Regions from separate parts of the Mus musculus genome. Here region 1 is linked to region 2. Evidence: chromatin contacts called from public Hi-C data. All regions are on one chromosome and are shown on one strand. Each heading gives the region's core, a stretch centred on a gene start, on an enhancer-like site or on the middle of the called end of the contact. The rest is flanking DNA. Distances are from core to core; before and after follow the strand shown.

Region 1 (4,098 bases), core at 973-3,472, 270 kb before region 2:
CTATGTGTTCCTAACTGTTCTTAGCAATTGCTAAGAGCAGGTGAGGGTTTGTTACACTGACACTGCTCAATGCATAAAAAAAAAAAAGATTGACTGAGTACTAAGATTGTAGATACTACATATCCATGGGGGAAAATGTAGGTAAATATATTTACAATGAAGAAAGATAGTGATAGGTTATAAAAAAAATTATAAACCATATGAATAAAATGACCCTACAGGTGATTGAATAATGTGTCCCAGGTATTGGAGATGTGTGTGTGTGTAATTATTAGGAAACAATATGTATCAATATTGTATCCAAGTGGTTGGATTATGGATTTATTTTAATTTTAATAATTACAAATTACACACATACACACACCTCCTATACCACACACCAAAAGAAAAACAAAAACCCACGTTATTTTTATGATACAGAAAAAATATAGAATACAGGCACAATCCAAGCATGGAACTGTAAGCAATTACAAACTGAAGGCCTAAATGCTGATACACACCATCGCAGGAGCTCACACATAGAGCATGTGCTGTCTTCTGGATGCTTCCAACCCAGGAAGATTGCTGTTAACCATTAAGATGCTGAAGTGTAGCTCTCACAGTGGATGGCTTCTGGGGGCTGGGAAGGACACAGTTTTCTTTAAGGGGCTGGCCATTGGGTATATAGGCAACATAAAATGCACTTGATGGTCGTTTGTTTGTTTGTTTGTTGTTTGGGGTTTGTTTGTTTGTTTGTTTGTTTTGAGGGGAGGTAGGTCGTGAGGGAAGAGAGTGAACTTGGGAGGAATTGGAAGCGAGTGTAATCCAGGTGCAGTATATGAAATTTTGAAATAATGAATCAAAATGTTATTTGAAGAAAAATATCTTCAAAACTATTAAAATTCCTGCTGCACCACAGATCAACAGACTAGCCTAGCACGGGAGGTTAGAGGAGAATACATACATACATACATACATACATACATACATACATACATACATGAAAAACATTCTGGAGAAAGAAGTATCCTGGCAGAGCCTTCTGGACATTGCTGCTGGGCTCAAAAAAGCACCCAACTGCCTTGGGAATTGCCTGAGAATCACAAAGAAAGTGAACTCAGATGCCAGCTAGTCTAAAAAAGCAAAATAAGGAGGGTCATACGGTCTGGAGACGGCCTCTTCCCACACATCATTTATACATACTTGGTATTGTGTCTAATCTAAAACCTCTTGGTTGAATTTTCTTCTAAATATAGATTATAAACACTAATCCAGGAGTGGATAGCACTCATCTGGTAATACTTCCCATGTGCTAATCTTCTCCAATGATCAATTAAATCTACTTGAATGATGGATGGCTTCAGAAATGAAAATCCACGACAATGAAAAAAATCATTTTAACTTGCTGCAAATGATGGTAAAAACTGATTTATAGCTGGAATTTCATTTTGAATTTATGTTTCTGTTTAGACAGAAATGCTGAGTAGTTCAGAATAAAATCCCAAAGAATTATGTTATCTTTGCTACCAAGTGGCTATTTTAGACCTGTGTCAAGTTTATTAGTTATATAAAACAACCCATCACACACAGTTAGCAATTCCAGGTCGTAGAATGGAAGTGGGAATAACCATAATCTATTCTGTTTTGTTTTATTTTGTTTTAAGGCCTTAAGATGAAAACAGAAGTTTAAGGAGACAGAGTGTATGCTGCATATACATCAAAGTAAAAATAATAGTGATTTAAAAGGACAGTAACCGTCCATATCATTTCCTTCAGGCTTTAAGTCCATCCCATCCAGTTTGTCTCAGCAGTTTAGCCTCTGATAACAAGCCCCTTCTGGCCACCATGACATTCTCGATAAGTAAGGTCTCACAAATATCAGAAATCCACTCACGTTATCTAAATCGACCTGCCTAGCACTTTCCAAAGTTCAAATACAGACAGGACACAAAAGAAAGAGGGACTGACCGCCACTTCAGCTGTGTGCCAGGACTCCTGCAGCTCCCCACCCCCACCCAGACTTCCCTGTCCTCTTTCTGCTGCTCTCCCACCCCTCCTCCCCATCCTAGGCTATAGACAAACAAGCTCTCCAATCTACTTCTTATCAAGATGGAAACAAGGCCAGACCTGCTCTGCTAGATAAAATGCTTTGGCTTCTAACTGCCTGGTTGCTTATCTTTCATCTTGCAGTGTTAACCATAACCCCTTTCCTGACCTGCTCTACTTCTTGTTTTTAGATGAGCAGCAAGGCCTGGGGTGGGGGGTGGGGGGCATGCTTAAATGGACAAGTTCACTCTCCCAAGTCTCTCTTGGTTCCCTTTTGAATCTGTTCAAACCTCTTTGTGTTTGAGGTGCCATTCTGAAAAGATCAGAAACCACACAGCATGCCCCGTGTGATTCGCTGTGTTTCTCATTCTCTCCTTCTGACTTTGACTCTTCCACATTATCAAACTGTTTATATCCTTCTTATGTATTGAACTTTTCATGTTGATGCCCCACCCCAGGGGCAGTGAAGGGGTTTCCTGAGGAATAGTTAATCATATAGAGTTACCTTCCCTTGTATCTTGTCTGTCTAGATCATAATGCGTGGAATGGTTTTCTCATCCGAGCTGTGAGTCTTACCTAAGTTCTCATATTTTCATACAAGACACTGCACTTCCTGCCCTTTCTTGAGCAGAGACAGGGAATGACATGTGGGGCTGGGCAGTCAGACCATGTCACTGGTCCATGCGGGTTGTCTTGCTGTGTAAGGTTAACTGTGTCATGGTCCTCAGTCTGTCCTCGTTCTTCCTATGTGAAGCAGAAAATGAAACTGGCCTCCTTTTGTTCTGGAGAATCCTGGGAAGCCAATTGGCGCCTGTATTTTGAAATGACAATGAAGGTGAACTGTGTAATAGTGCACAGGACCCTGGTGTTGTAAACATTGTGTTCTGGATTATGACACCTTTATCCCATACAAATTTATGTACCCAAACCTGCACAGCCTTGACAATCTGGGAGTCATTCCAAAAGAACTGGAGCTCCTTGGAAGGGAATATTCTGCTATCACGAGGTGTTTGTTTGGTTTTGATTATTTTACCCTTTTGCACTGAAAACTTAGCACTTGACACAACAGAAGGATCACTTACAGAGTCCTTGCTCTGAGTCAAGCCATTTTTTTCTGTTTTCTTAGCTCAGAAAGCACTGCACCTTAGAATCTCACTGCTTTCATTTGCTCCTTTGCATATTAGGAATCTGATTGACCTTCTGACACTGGCTGCTTTGCGGTGCCAGCCTGACTCTGTTGGTGAAAGAGCGATACTGAACCCGGTATGGAAATGTGCAGTATATGCTGGTGTGTGTTAACTGCTTTATTTCATCTCAATGAGGATAAAAGACCAATGCCTGCATTAAAGCAATGGCATCATTCCAGAACAATGAAGTGAGATGTCTGCAGTTATCTATGATGTCCCCATTAAAAAAAAAAGAGTTATTCCAAGTCTAGAGCAGAACATTCTGGAAAATTGGAAGGCAGCAGATATATTTCATAGTATATATCCTCTTGTATCCATAAGGATGGTTCAGAGAATTCTTTAATGTTTATTACCAAATACTTATTAAGAAGTGTGCTATCTTTCTTACTTTTCCTACAAAATATCATAAGCAATCAATGTCTATGTGCAAATATATCTGGGGGGCAGAGGAGAGAGAGAGAGAGAGAGAGAGAGAGAGAGAGAGAGAGAGAGAGAGATTGAAACAGAGAGAGACAGAGAGAGAGAGAGGGTTGCAGAAGACAGAACCTTCGGCTTTCCACCTGCTACCAAGTGTTCTGTCAATGAGCTGAGCTATAGACCTATTTTTGAATTGAGTTTTCCATGGTTCAAACCTGCCACTAGCAGGTTCTCTAAGGAAGAACTGAACTTATTGCACTTTGAAAAGGTTGGGAGGGGGCTCTTTATCAAATCGATACTTCAGAAAACCCTTCTGCCTTTGCCTATGGTCAGGAGACATCCTCTTTCTTACCGCCACTTTTCACTACACATTTACTTCCCCTATAATAGCTCCTCAAATGAGCAAAGGGGTAATGATAGGTTTAAATTAAATTATTCACTGCCAAATGATTGAATAGCTTTCCAGCTC
Region 2 (4,338 bases), core at 304-2,803:
TTATATTTTACCACCCTGTCTAATATTGGCAGATTTATTTTACCACTGTGCTTGTATAATTAGAAAAACTATTGTATAAGAAAGAGCTTCATATTAGGGAATCCTTTTCTTAAAAATCAGGAACTTGGGTATGACATATGTGTGTTCATCATGCTTATTTTGTTAGCTTAATTATGTCAAATAGCTTACAAAGACATACAAATGAAGTATTTTTCCTTCATACTTAAAAAAAACTTGTTCTTATTGAGTGGAATAACGAAGCCTGAAATCCAATTTCCAAGTTTTTATAGCTCTTGAAATTATACCTCACTTCCTAGGAAGATGAGTTCATAGCATGTATTAGGTGAATCTCACCACACTCTGCGAGACCTTGATGCTGACAGGCAGGAGGACAGGTTGGCTATCCATTCATGGCGAGGTTGCATGTTGATTTTGGCACTTGAGGGGATTTGAAGATACCAAGTCTTAAACCACCGATATATGTAGAACCTGCACAGATAGACAGGCACTAAGTACCCATAGAATTCAGAGACCCGGGAGCTTAGGGTCCAAGTTGTTGTCTAGAGAGAAGCCATTCTTCCTGAATGAGATAACCCCAGATTTCAACACTGAAGTTCAAAGGTGACTTAGCTGTGTCACACTTGAACGCTATAACCCTCCGAGAAAAATCTCACTAGGCATCACCAATGAACAACACTGGTATACTAGATTTGCTTAAATTCTCCACGGCCTCAGCCTCAGCTCCTCCTTCACCACCCTTTCCCAGGCATAGGATATAGGATCCCTAGACAAATGTGTTAGAGCCACACTGTGTGCTGATGTGCTAGGAGGGTATGTGTGTGTTTGTGTGTGGGGGTGTGTTTATGTGAATTATTTCAATTATGTTATTTCCTGAGATGGCTTCTGCTATTTTCTCTGTTTTGTATAAGTAGAAAACAGAGATAAGGAGTGGAGGTAACTTGCCTAAGGTGACTGACACAGCTTGTGAATAGAGGTACTGGAAACTTAGTGTTAGTAGGAGTAGCTGGGGTGTGTGATGTCAAAGAGCCAGGGCACAGGTTAACATTTTAGGTGAAAGATTAACTCTCTAACAGTGATTATTAAATGTTTTGGGGTCTTCTATTCTTTTGGGGGGGGTTGTGAAGAAAAGTGGTTTTCTTCTGGTCCCTCCCATCTCAAAACTCAGCCCCTCTGACCTACACTCACTGTCAGGAAAAAGCTGTGGCCATCTCCTGGGACCGAGGTGAAGGATTTTCTAAGTATATTCTTCAAAACGTGTCTTAAAACTAGAAATGCAGAATTATCCTCCACACTGTGACTCAGAAAGTCCAGACCGGCACAGTCGAGATGAGTAACGGCTGCTCCTCGGAAGGGGCTGGTGAACAGGTTGGAAATGTTATTTGTTGAGACTTTTCTACTCGCCATTGTGCTCTGTGTGGAATGTGCACGGCTTCTGGACCAGCCAGCTCCGCCTAAAATGGCTCTTTGAAGTGGGAGGTCTTTATGACAGAAAAGGAGATGACCACAGAATGAAAAGGATTAAGGAATAAAAGATCAAGAGTGTGCACGGCGCGCTTCCGCCACCTTGTGGACAGAGATGTCTTTGCATGTCTGCTGGGAACACCAAACTGTTTTTCAAGATTTTACTTTGTTTAAAAGAATTAAATGAAAGGAATATCTAAATATTTTCACATTGCCCACATAAGTCTGTTTCTTTTCAAAAATTAAATCATGTTTATTTAATTATTTATTATCCATTTATCTGTTTATTGTGTATGTGTGTAAGGGCATGTGTGTAAGCCACAGCTCAAATATGGACCATAGAGAAAAACTTATCACAGTAAGTCCTTTTCTTCTACCATGTGGGGCCTGGGGAACAAACTGAGGTTTGGTGACAAGTGCCTTCAACTGCTGAGCCATCTCACTGGTCCATTCTCCAAACACACACACACACACACACACACACACACACACACACACAGACAAACACACACACACACACAGACACACAGACACACAGACACACAGACACACAGACACACAGACAAACACACAGAGAGAGAGAGAGAGAGAGAGAGAGAGAGAGAGACTTACATGGTGTCATATTTTGATGACTTACATATTCTCTGTCATTAAAATAGTAATAATTATATATTTGCATCTTAATTCTATTCTGGTCATTTATGTTACTTTTATTTTTAAAATAGGATAATTAATCTTTCTACCACTCAACTTTATCTGTGAAAGGAATAATTTAAGACAATGTAATTTATTATATAAATTATGCATACTGTCTTATGCTCAGGAGACAGTATATAATTGTGGGCAGTATCCATAGCTTTATCATTTTTATTTTAATATTCATTTAAAAAGGTAATGGATACATATGTTAGGGTGTCATGTACTGCTCATGACAGAGACATATGAAGTTCAGGTGAAGCTTCACACAGTTGCTGACATTTTCAGATAAAATGTCATCTAATCCAGTTTTTTTTTTGTAAATTTTGTTCCATCTTTGTCAGAGTGAAATATTTATAGTGTTTAAAGAATTACATATTCAAGTTCAAGATTAGAAACATGTTTATTTCCATTTAAAATGATAATATTAGATCAGAGTATATACCAATCAAATATAAAGGAGAATTGTGTGTACATTTGTTCACACAAACACATGTGTATGTATATGGTATGTGTGTGTGTGTGGTGTGACGGTATGTGCCACGGAAGCGCAGAGAAAGATCTCAGGTATTTGCCTTATTCCCCTGAGATGGGATCTCCTGTTGAAACCGATATTAACTGTTTCTCTGTCTCCACTAGCATGGTCAGACAGTGAGCTCCCTTGGTCTGCTTCCCTCAGCTGCCAATGCTGGCACTGTGGAGACACGTGGCAATGGCTGGCTAGAATTTGCACCTCGTGTCTTCATGCTTGTGTTGCTAACAGTTTCTTTTACCCACGGAGCAATCTTCCCAGCCACGTGGAAATCTTTCTTCATTCATAAACAGTTCTTCTGGACCTGAGAACTATTATATCCCAATGTTTAGACACACAGATAAAGTACTATTTGTAGCTAGTGTGTCCTATGTATATGACTTCAGTGTTTCTTTTTTATAATTAGCCTTTGGTGAAAAATTGTGAATGATATTGTAATGCATTAGGTGGTCGCCGATAAACAAGCCGCCATCCTTTCTGGGGTTTTAAAAGATTCCCCTGTGCATGGTCAGTGTTTACATTTAAACTCAGTTTGTTTTGCTGCTTTCTTTCATTTACCAAGTCTTCATTTGGGGAAGAAGTAACAACTGTTTTAGTTTTCATCTAAATGAAAATAAAGATACAGAGAAATGGAATGCATTTGGTGTTTAAAATGGTAAGAGGGTGAGGATCGTTTTGTGTTTCTAATTCTGAACAAGGGAAACCACCAGATGTGAAATGGGATTAATAGAAAGCCGTCAGGCAATCCACAGGTCTGAATCCTGGCACCCACACTCTGATCCCTGTGATAGTTGGCAACGTAGATTTCCTGGAATTTCCCACGTATCTTGGTTTTCTCTGCAGGGTTGCTGAGTGGCAAGATTAGCAAAGTGACATTGCATCTAAAACGGTGGGGAAGGATTCAGGGATGCATGATGCACTACGTGAATTTCTATTGTGTGTTAACAACATCATGAACTTATAGAAAGAGGGTTTCATTTCGATCATGGTTCCAGAGTGATAAGAGCCCATCTTTATCATGTTGAAGTATGGCAGCAGATGGACATGAAGCTGGAAGCTTGGTGTTCATTTCTTAAACCACAGCATGAAGCAGAGCATAACCTGGGAATGGTGAGTGGTTAAAACCTCAAAGCTCACAGGCACTGACAGGTTTCTTCCAGCCCAGCCATGTTCATTTAACGTATCCAGACAGCGCCACCAACTGGAGAGTAAGTATCGAAACATCTGAGCCTACTGGGGACATTCTCATTCAAACCACCACACATGCTGAGCCTTTAGTCTCTTCTTGTAATAGAATAAAGGACGTCAACAGACTAAAATCTATGGGCTGCAGACTTAACCTCCATGCCCCCTTTTACTTAGAATAGAACTTCAAATCAGCTTGTATGCAGATATAGTGAAATTAGACAGTGGACTTAGAGGACAGTCAGTAAGTTCATCTCTTTATCTCTCTTGTGTCCCTTTCCTTTTATAATGTGGTAATAGAATTGATTCTTGGTGGAAATCCTAAATGGTTGCTACATTCTAATGTTTTAGATAGATACCTAGGAACTTACATCAATTCCATATTTTTCTTTATAGAATCTATGAACAATAGAATCTATCAACAAATGTGGCCTCATTTGCTT

The links. A called contact is a pair of places that touch in the nucleus more often than the background predicts.
Region 1: a contact with region 2 is called in a Hi-C map of the G1E-ER4 cell line, with 3 times the contacts expected there. The contact joins two enhancer-like sites. A contact is called at or near these places in 3 of 484 Hi-C or Micro-C datasets (the G1E-ER4 cell line and adipose-derived mesenchymal stem cells) and 2 of 115 datasets of contacts at active chromatin or transcription factors (T-cell acute lymphoblastic leukemia and acute myeloid leukemia).

Annotation. Positions count from the first base shown.
Region 1 is chr1:69,511,820-69,515,917 of GRCm38.p6, reverse strand. No RefSeq gene overlaps it. Among named protein-coding and RNA genes, the nearest start is that of Gm28497, 83 kb to the right of the region's middle. Within about 2 kb of position 2,222, at least 63 of the 459 cell types and tissues checked have an H3K27ac peak or open chromatin away from gene starts, as enhancers often do. A contact at or near this core is called in the G1E-ER4 cell line and T-cell acute lymphoblastic leukemia, where this site is marked.
Region 2 is chr1:69,239,161-69,243,498 of GRCm38.p6, reverse strand. No RefSeq gene overlaps it. Among named protein-coding and RNA genes, the nearest start is that of Erbb4, 130 kb to the right of the region's middle. Within about 2 kb of position 1,553, at least 95 of the 459 cell types and tissues checked have an H3K27ac peak or open chromatin away from gene starts, as enhancers often do. A contact at or near this core is called in the G1E-ER4 cell line and T-cell acute lymphoblastic leukemia, where this site is marked.